Linked DNA regions of Mus musculus: region 2 is linked to region 1. A link is a contact called in public HiCAR-type data. All regions are on one chromosome and are shown on one strand. Each heading gives the region's core, a stretch centred on a gene start, on an enhancer-like site or on the middle of the called end of the contact. The rest is flanking DNA. Distances are from core to core; before and after follow the strand shown.

Region 1 (3,886 bases), core at 645-3,144:
ATCCAGCGATGTGTGTGTGGCTAGGATTGTTTTTCTTTCTTTTCAGTTAGAAACCCTTACACGGGACATAAGTACCTCTGTGGAGCTTTGCAGTCTGGCATCGTTCTGCTTCAGTGGTATGAGCCGATGCAGAAATTCATGCTGATAAAGGTACATGTGACTCTCTTACAGTTTTTCCTTGAGAAAGCACTGTGCATAACTCCAGTTGGCTAAAGCTGGAATTACTACTATGAGGAACAGCCCCTGAGAGTTAGTAGGAAGTGCGTGTGTTATATTTTATGTTCTTAGTAATATCTTCTCTGTAACTTCCCGTTACTTAATAAGCCTCTGGAATCATCATAGCCATGTGGCCAGTCCTCTTAAGTTTCTCGGAACAACAGTCTTGCTCCTCATCACAGAGAAACGAGCTTTTATAGACAAGGCAGGGTGAGGAGCAACCTTCTAGCTGACCTCATACAACCTGCTGTGAACGAGGGATTGCTTATTCTTCCTGTTTGTCTGTTGCAGCATTTCGATTTTCCTTTACCAAGTCCACTGAATGTTTTTGAAATGCTGGTGATCCCAGAGCAGGAGTACCCCATGGTTTGTGTGGCTATCAGCAAAGGCTCGGACTCCAGCCAAGTAGTTCAGTTTGAGACAATCAACTTGAATTCTGCATCTTCCTGGTTTACAGAAATTGGTGCAGGTGAGTGTTTTTCACTTGGTTATGTTCCTGCTTTTACCTGTATCAGAGGCAGAGACTTAAGGTCAACCATTGTGGGCTTCTAATAAAACTGTAAGCATAGGGGCTGGAGACATGGCTCATTGGTTAAGAGCACTGACTGCTCTTCCAGAGGACATAGGTTCAATGCCCAGCACCCACATGGCAGCCCGTAAGTGTCGGTAGCACCTGTTGCAGGGGCTCGCACACCCTCATACAGGCACACATGCAGGCAAAACACCAAGGAATATAAAATACAAATAAATTATTTAAAAAATAAAAATAATGTTATCATAATTTTCTAAGTAAAAAATTACCTACATTTCTAAATAATAAGAAATTATCTACATATAGTATATGATCTCTGTTTGCCCAAGGGCCTTTTGTTTGTTTGTTTGTTTGTTTGTTTATGGGTGACCCGCTGCCACCATAGTCAGTTTTAGACAACAAGCCTGATATTGTGTAACTCACAAATTTACTGAGAATTTAACCAGCTTGTAAGCCCTGAACTTTGAATACCTGCTTTGTGGACCAAGCTGTAATTCCCAGTAAGGGAAAAGAAGAAAGCCCCTTGCACCTGTTCCTCGCCCTTCTCTGTGGTCTTAATGGCATCTGCAGTTGGGTGTGTGCCTCCTATGAAGCTAACAGAAGGGGTAAAGTTCCTGTCACCAGAGTAAGCAGCCGAAATACAAATGATTCTTGGTTAGGCAAGGACCACAATAAGTGGCTATGGATCTGTTTATTAAAACTGTGATTAGGCCAGGCCTGATGGTGGTGCATGCCTTTAACTTGAACATTCTGGAGGCAAGAGCAGGCAGCGCTTCATAGTCAAAGCCTGTCTCCAAAAGAATTGAAAATAAGAACAACACAAACCCAAGTGATATTTACACCGTAGTCCAGCATGGCGATTGTTGCATAGTTACCCACAGTGATTCCCACCCTCCTCCTTCAGGCTGGTGTGTGGGAGCTTACACTTCTCCATGCTAGAGGTGGATTGAGTCCTCTTTTGAATCTCAGAATTTGAGTTGGTTTTTGAGATTTTGATGTGGTCCAGTGCCTCAAGTGCCACATTATATCCACCTTTAACGTTGTCCCAGCTGAAATACAAACAGTCCAGTAAGTACTTCCTGAGCAAGCCAGGCCTCTGAGGTTATCATGCGCTCGCCTGAGCACACGGACGAGGCCCCTTTCAGTCCAGCTTTGGTCCTCATTAGGCTTTGTTTGCACAAGTGATCGTTGATCCAACCCCAGCTGTGTCTGTTGTTGAGCCAAGAGCCTTTAGCTGGCAAAGCTGTGGCCTTGAAAGGAGCTCTGTTGTAGGAGTCCTTCCTCTGCAGATTCTGACTCATTCCTCATGATCCCTGACTCCCAGGGCAGCCCTCAGCATGGTCACTTCTTGGTATTTGTTGAGTGAGTGAATGAACATAGATTAGCTGAGAAAAATTACATCTGGTGTGTTGCCTGAAAGATGCTTCATTGGTTGTCTTGACAAGGCTGCCTACTGTGCTGCTCAGTGATGTGTCTGTAAGGGACCATGTGCCTGCTGTAGAAATGGGTGACATGACTACCCCCATGGTATGGTTAAGGGGAAACTTTTTATTGCAGATGTGAGAGAGGAAATCTGGGAGAGTCCAGAGCAGAGAGAGAAAGAAATAGGCTGAATGTGGCAGCAGACTAGACAGGGCCAGGGCTATCTGCAAGAGATAGGAGATTAGCAGAGGATAGAAAATAGAGACTGACCGCCTAGTGAGAATCACATCAAGAATAGCAGGGTTATAAAGAGAATGAATAGCTAGCTGCAGGGAGGGAAGCCCAGGAGCTGGAGGGCGTGTTGGGGAGGTGGGAGGGGAGCAGAGCTGGGATGCCAGCATGGGCTCTGAAATGTGTAACAGGAACTTGGGTACTGAAGGAGCCTGGAGGTCAGCACTGGTTTAATATGCTCACACGCACCACAGGTAGCCATATGTCCCCACAGGTAGCCATATGTCCCCTTTGCCAGAGGGAAAGGAAATGGCTCCTTTTGGCAGGTGAGAACTAGTTTCACAAGTTCCTGAGAAATGCTGGCTTCTATCTAACTGCCAGAAATCCTCCTATGTGTATACAGGTTAAGCTCATTTCTGGATATTTGGACTGCCTTTGGGGTTTGGGAAAGTGAAGTTTCCTTTGGACTTGACAGATTCCATCTCTTGTGAGTGCAGAACAAAATCTAAGCACTGTGTGCGTGTATCGTCCTTTCCTTCCACATACCTGCCCTTATCACATCATCACGATAGCCCACCTTTCTAAAGCAAAAGTAGTAATTAGGGCAGTATTGATTTTAGCTCAGGTATCCATTTCCGAGCTGAGCTGATGTTTGTTCTTCTAAACTGAGGTACATACTTCTTCTTTGTTGTTGTTTTGTTTTGCTTTCTGCGATAGCATGACACGATGCAGCTTTCACCATATTTCAAGTAAATCTCAGGAAGATTCAGACTTTGTTGGTTTCTAAGCCTGCTTCACTGAGTCTGTTGTTAACGGTAACCTTTCCCCACTTAGGCAGCCAACAGCTGGATTCCATTCATGTGACACAGTTGGAGAGAGATACTGTTTTGGTGTGTTTAGACAGTAAGTATTATTTTGAAGTTTATTTTGAATGTACTACTTGATAAAGCAACCCCTTTTAGTGAAATTAAACTGTTATTCAGGCCCTTTCTCTTTAAGTGACCTGGTTGTATTGATTAAGCAGCTAAAATTCACTGCAGCAAGAGGCTGAGCTGCTGTCCCTAGGTGCTGTCCTTTGTTTTACATTTGACTCATGTGGAGACATTAGCACTGTCCCCCTCTTAGGGAATCTCTGTATAAACTTTCCCCTCTCTCTGTAATTATGAGAGTAGAAGGTCACAGAGTCACTTAACATGAACTTCTGGAGGCTTCTCAGGCTTGAAGCACTCAGGCTCCTGATCTGTTATGCAGGAGACATGTTACTAATGGGAGCAGATTGCAGTGTGAGCAGGGAAGGCAGAAAACAACAGCTTAGCAGACGTGTTACTTTGATTTTTGCAGAGGAGGCACTCCAGTTCTCAAAACCCATCTTCTCTTTGTGCAGTAAGTGTTATAGGATGGACTGTACCCAGACTTGGGATTATATTTGGAACATGGCTGTACAGCTTGCTTTTAGTGGCCAAACCACCTGTATGTATAAGATCA
Region 2 (3,886 bases), core at 905-3,404, 250 kb before region 1:
GATGAACGTTAGAGGCTCATTATGGCTGTTTCCTTCCCAGGAAAAGGTGCTATAATACTTAGCCCAGAAAGACGGCAGAAATGAAGCATTGGGAAAGCAAGCGCCAGTTGAGGCATCTGACCTCATGTGTATGAGACAGTGTTTCTTTCTCATGGGTGATTGTCCCAGAGCAAAAGCTGCCTTCAGTTTACATTTGGACTTCAACTAAATCAGAGTGGGTCAACATTTGTAGTCATCTCATACAGTGTTCATTATAGGGCAGGAAAGATGGCTTAGCAGTTGTGAGTATTAATTGTTCTTCCAGAGGACCCAGGATCGCTCTCCAGTACCACACAACTGCTCACAACCATCTGTGACTCTAGTATCCCTGTGAGCACTCTATGTATGTAGTACATGACATGTACGCAAGCAAAACACTCAGCCATGCAAAAGAATAAAAAACAATAGAAAGAATTGCCTTCCAAGGGTACCTTTCCATAGCAGGCACTGTCTCTGTGCAAGTCCTTTGGAGACAACAGAGTTTTTGCTTTGATTTTAGGCCAGCTGAGGTTTTGGAACCCAGATGACCTGAATGCTTCACATGGTGGGTCTTGCCCTCCTCCAGACTGGATAGAAGAGAAACTGCAAGAGGTTTGTGAAGATCTGGGGATCACTCGAGATGGTCACCTGAACCGGAAGAAGCTGGTTTCCATCTGCGAACAGTATGGATTACAGAATGTGGATGGAGCGGTAAGCCCATAGCTGGGGTCTGATTTGGAATAATGAGAAGAGCTTTGTCTGCCCCCAGGCTGGTAAGAGCAGCACTGTGACTTCCTTATTAGAGACACAGCCTGCCTGCCTGCCTGCCTGCCTGCCTGCCTGCCTGCCTGCCTGCCTGCCTGCCTGCTTTCTTGCTTGCTTTCTTTCTTTCTTTCTTTCTTTCTTTCTTTCTTTCTTTCTTTCTTTCTTTCTTTCTTTCTTCCTTCCTTCCTTCCTTCCTTCCTTCCTTCCTTTCTTCCTTTCTTCCTTTCTTCCTTTCTTCCTTTCTTCCTTTCTTCCTTTCTTCCTTTCTTCCTTTTTTTTTCTCCCTAAAAAGACATTCTACAAGATTTGGGAAAGTCATGTTTTGTGGCAGAAATCAAAGCTGATGTGGCTGAACTTCCTGAATGTATAGTATGGTCACCTACTGTGCTAAGTATGTCACCCCACATGAGACGCATCAACCAAACCAAACAGTAAAACATGGGAGAATGCAGAGGAGGGATGAAGAGAGCCTCAGGCTTGAGTTAGGAGAACTTTGAAAGCCAGCCTGCTGCATGTTCAGTTCTGGAAAGTTCTCAGTGTCATCTTTGGGCCCTTGGGTAGACTAGAGCAGTTCACAGGACAGGCTGCCTCTCTAGCCGTGGTTTGAAGTTTACATCACGCTGGTGTGAGGAGAGCCTTGGTTATATAGAACAGCCAGACTCTGGCTACGAGGAAATGGGGCCAGGTAGCTTGGTAGTTTTGATAGCACAAAATGTCTTCAAGCCCCAGAGAGTTTATGACGTAAGATTCTGTTTTCCCTTTTTGCTGAAGAATCATGGCAGGATCGTTAGGATTAATGTGGGATTAGCCGTGAAGCTCTACAGAAAAACCTATAATTCTAGGACGTGTCTTTTAGAAGGCTACAAATAAAGATTAGGGGCAGTTAGAGTCAGGAATACAGTCATTGCTCCAGAATCTTTGATTATAATGACATCTGATACCATGTTGGCTGCCTCCTCGGGACAAAGTGGTAGCATATTCCTAACCAAGAAAGAGGCCGATCTTTAAAACCTGCCAAATAGCCTGACTTGCAGAAAATTTCGGTTTTTAGTGTTTTGTTTTTTTTTTTCTTTTTCTCATATGATGTGACCATTATATAAGCCCCTTGACAACCTTTGGAATATCCCAGCAACCCATTTATTTTTCAACGGTGGCTATTGAGTCATAAAATTAAATTAATTGTCCTAATTTCTGAATCAGTCCAGTACAAAGAGTCTTGGGTTGTTTTCTGTTTTGTGTTTTCCCAAGAAACATTGCACAAACTTGAGTTACTGATCTGAGGACAATTTTTGAAATATAAACCGCTGCCACTCACAGGGAGCTGGCGTCCTCTTCTGCAGGGAACTCCTAAAAACTGGATACAAGGGGCACATTCAGTTCTTTCTCTGTGCTGTTGGAATTAGGAAGGCATTGCTCATCAAGCCTGCGCCTGCTTAGTGTTTCCACTCCCTCCCACCAGGAGGAGCGAGGAGGTGCCCTGCACTTCTTAGTTCTTAGCCCAGAGGAACAGGCTGATTAGCATAGAACTTGGGGTCCTGCAACTTTAAACCTGAGAGCAGTTTGAACTCTGTCAGCCCTTTGCAGAGGAAGCCTGTGAGATCACTGCTGCCCCCCCTTTTTGCGGGGGGGGGGGTAGTAGAAGTAGATGAGCTCTCTCTGAAAGTCACACCCCTCATTCCTTTCTCTAAGTGAAGACAGCCAAGAAGGCCGAGTAGGCAGGCTAGCTCCCTCGAGGCCACATCAAACCCAAGGATAACGTTGTTTGACTTGTTCCAGTGTTTTAAAAGCTGGACTTTAAGGTACACTCTTTGAAATTGGAATTTTCCCCTAAGTATTTTGTAATGGCGAGCCACAGTCATCTCCTCCGGAGACCACAGGAGACCATGTGCTGAGCTAGCTTAGTTCTCACCACTTTCTGATGTCTGAAGCCTCCATGCCTCGGCCACTCCCATCACCTCCCAGGACACTGTGGTGTCCCAGTTCTTGGACCCTATTCTGGTACATGTTTCACAGCCTACACCCTGGGAAGTCAGCCATCCACCGACCTGGCCAGTGTGGAAAATGAAAATGCCCTTGTTCCCAAAGAGGGCTGGTCCCTCGGTTGCTCAGGTAACCTGCGTTCTCTTGAGTCCTTTTTAAATTTACATCCCTTTACCCAACACTTCTCATCCTGAGCTCTTGACTTAAAATAACTGGCAAGAGTCTACTTTGGCAAGCTGATGGATTAAGTGATGGGTGTTCAGGCCACGTAGAAAGTTCACTGATTTGGCTAAGGTCAGGCCAGCAATAAGGACATAGTCCATTGCTTTGTCTGGATATTGTGGGCATTTCTGGTTGAATGGTCCTGAAAGCCACTTCCACTAGTACATCGTTCTTTTGATTGGTGAGAATGAGACAGAACAGCTGAAGGCTTTTTGGCAACCTCAGCATCTTGTCCCAAATGCCACCGATCACAGGATTCTGTCAGAACCTGTTTCTTCCCCAGATTTCCAGCCTCTAGAAATTTCCTTGCCTCAGAATCCTCTCCCAAACAAGACATATGTTTCCTATGAATTGGCGTAAAGCACTTGAAATAAAAGTTGTTAGTCTTCTGTCTTCTTGCTTCTCAGTGGCCCAGGCATCCCGAGGGAGCTGGTTAGTAATGCAGTCTCAGGCCCTTCCCTTGGCCTACCGCATCAGTGTGTATTACAGGATCTCTGTTTGATTTCTGTTCTGTTCTTGGAGACCTGTTCCACAATACACTTACCACACAGAGGGAAGAGAGAGTCTCAGTAAAATGTCTGTGCCTTTCCTCCTGTCTGTGGCTTCTGTGACTCACGCTACTTTTTCTCCTGTGGGACTCAGGAACAAACTGTCTCTCTAACAAGCCTCCACATTCCCTGTTATAAGATAAAAATTATAGGATGGCTATCAGAGAGCGCAAAATGGAGAGTCAAACTCCTTCCTCTGTCTACATCTTGAGACCTCCTTTTGCACACACACACAAGATCACTGTAACCCACTCTTGCTCTTTCCTGGGCTAACGCATGAAAATATAACTTCAGGATGTTCTAAGGAACGTCACTGCACTCTGCCCCAGTTCACACTTGCTGGGCTAGCATGC

What was found. HiCAR-type assays count read pairs that join an accessible place to other places.
Region 2: a contact with region 1 is called in a HiCAR-type map of fibro-adipogenic progenitors, with 2.8 times the contacts expected there. The contact joins two enhancer-like sites. A contact is called at or near these places in 1 of 115 datasets of contacts at active chromatin or transcription factors (fibro-adipogenic progenitors) and 2 of 9 other capture datasets (adipose tissue and liver).

Annotation. Positions count from the first base shown.
Region 1 is chr12:69,812,554-69,816,439 of GRCm38.p6, reverse strand. It overlaps Map4k5 (mitogen-activated protein kinase kinase kinase kinase 5), which reads left to right. Exons shown (of 32, transcript NM_201519.2): 26 at 47-150; 27 at 508-685; 28 at 3,236-3,304. All of the region lies in intron 2 of 4930512B01Rik (RIKEN cDNA 4930512B01 gene), which reads right to left. Among named protein-coding and RNA genes, the nearest start is that of Cdkl1, 24 kb to the right of the region's middle. Within about 2 kb of position 1,894, at least 118 of the 459 cell types and tissues checked have an H3K27ac peak or open chromatin away from gene starts, as enhancers often do. A contact at or near this core is called in adipose tissue and fibro-adipogenic progenitors, where this site is marked.
Region 2 is chr12:70,057,994-70,061,879 of GRCm38.p6, reverse strand. Nin (ninein) reads left to right here. Exons shown (of 29, transcript NM_001081453.1): 5 at 539-729. Among named protein-coding and RNA genes, the nearest start is that of Nin, 43 kb to the left of the region's middle. Within about 2 kb of position 2,154, at least 32 of the 459 cell types and tissues checked have an H3K27ac peak or open chromatin away from gene starts, as enhancers often do. A contact at or near this core is called in adipose tissue and fibro-adipogenic progenitors, where this site is marked.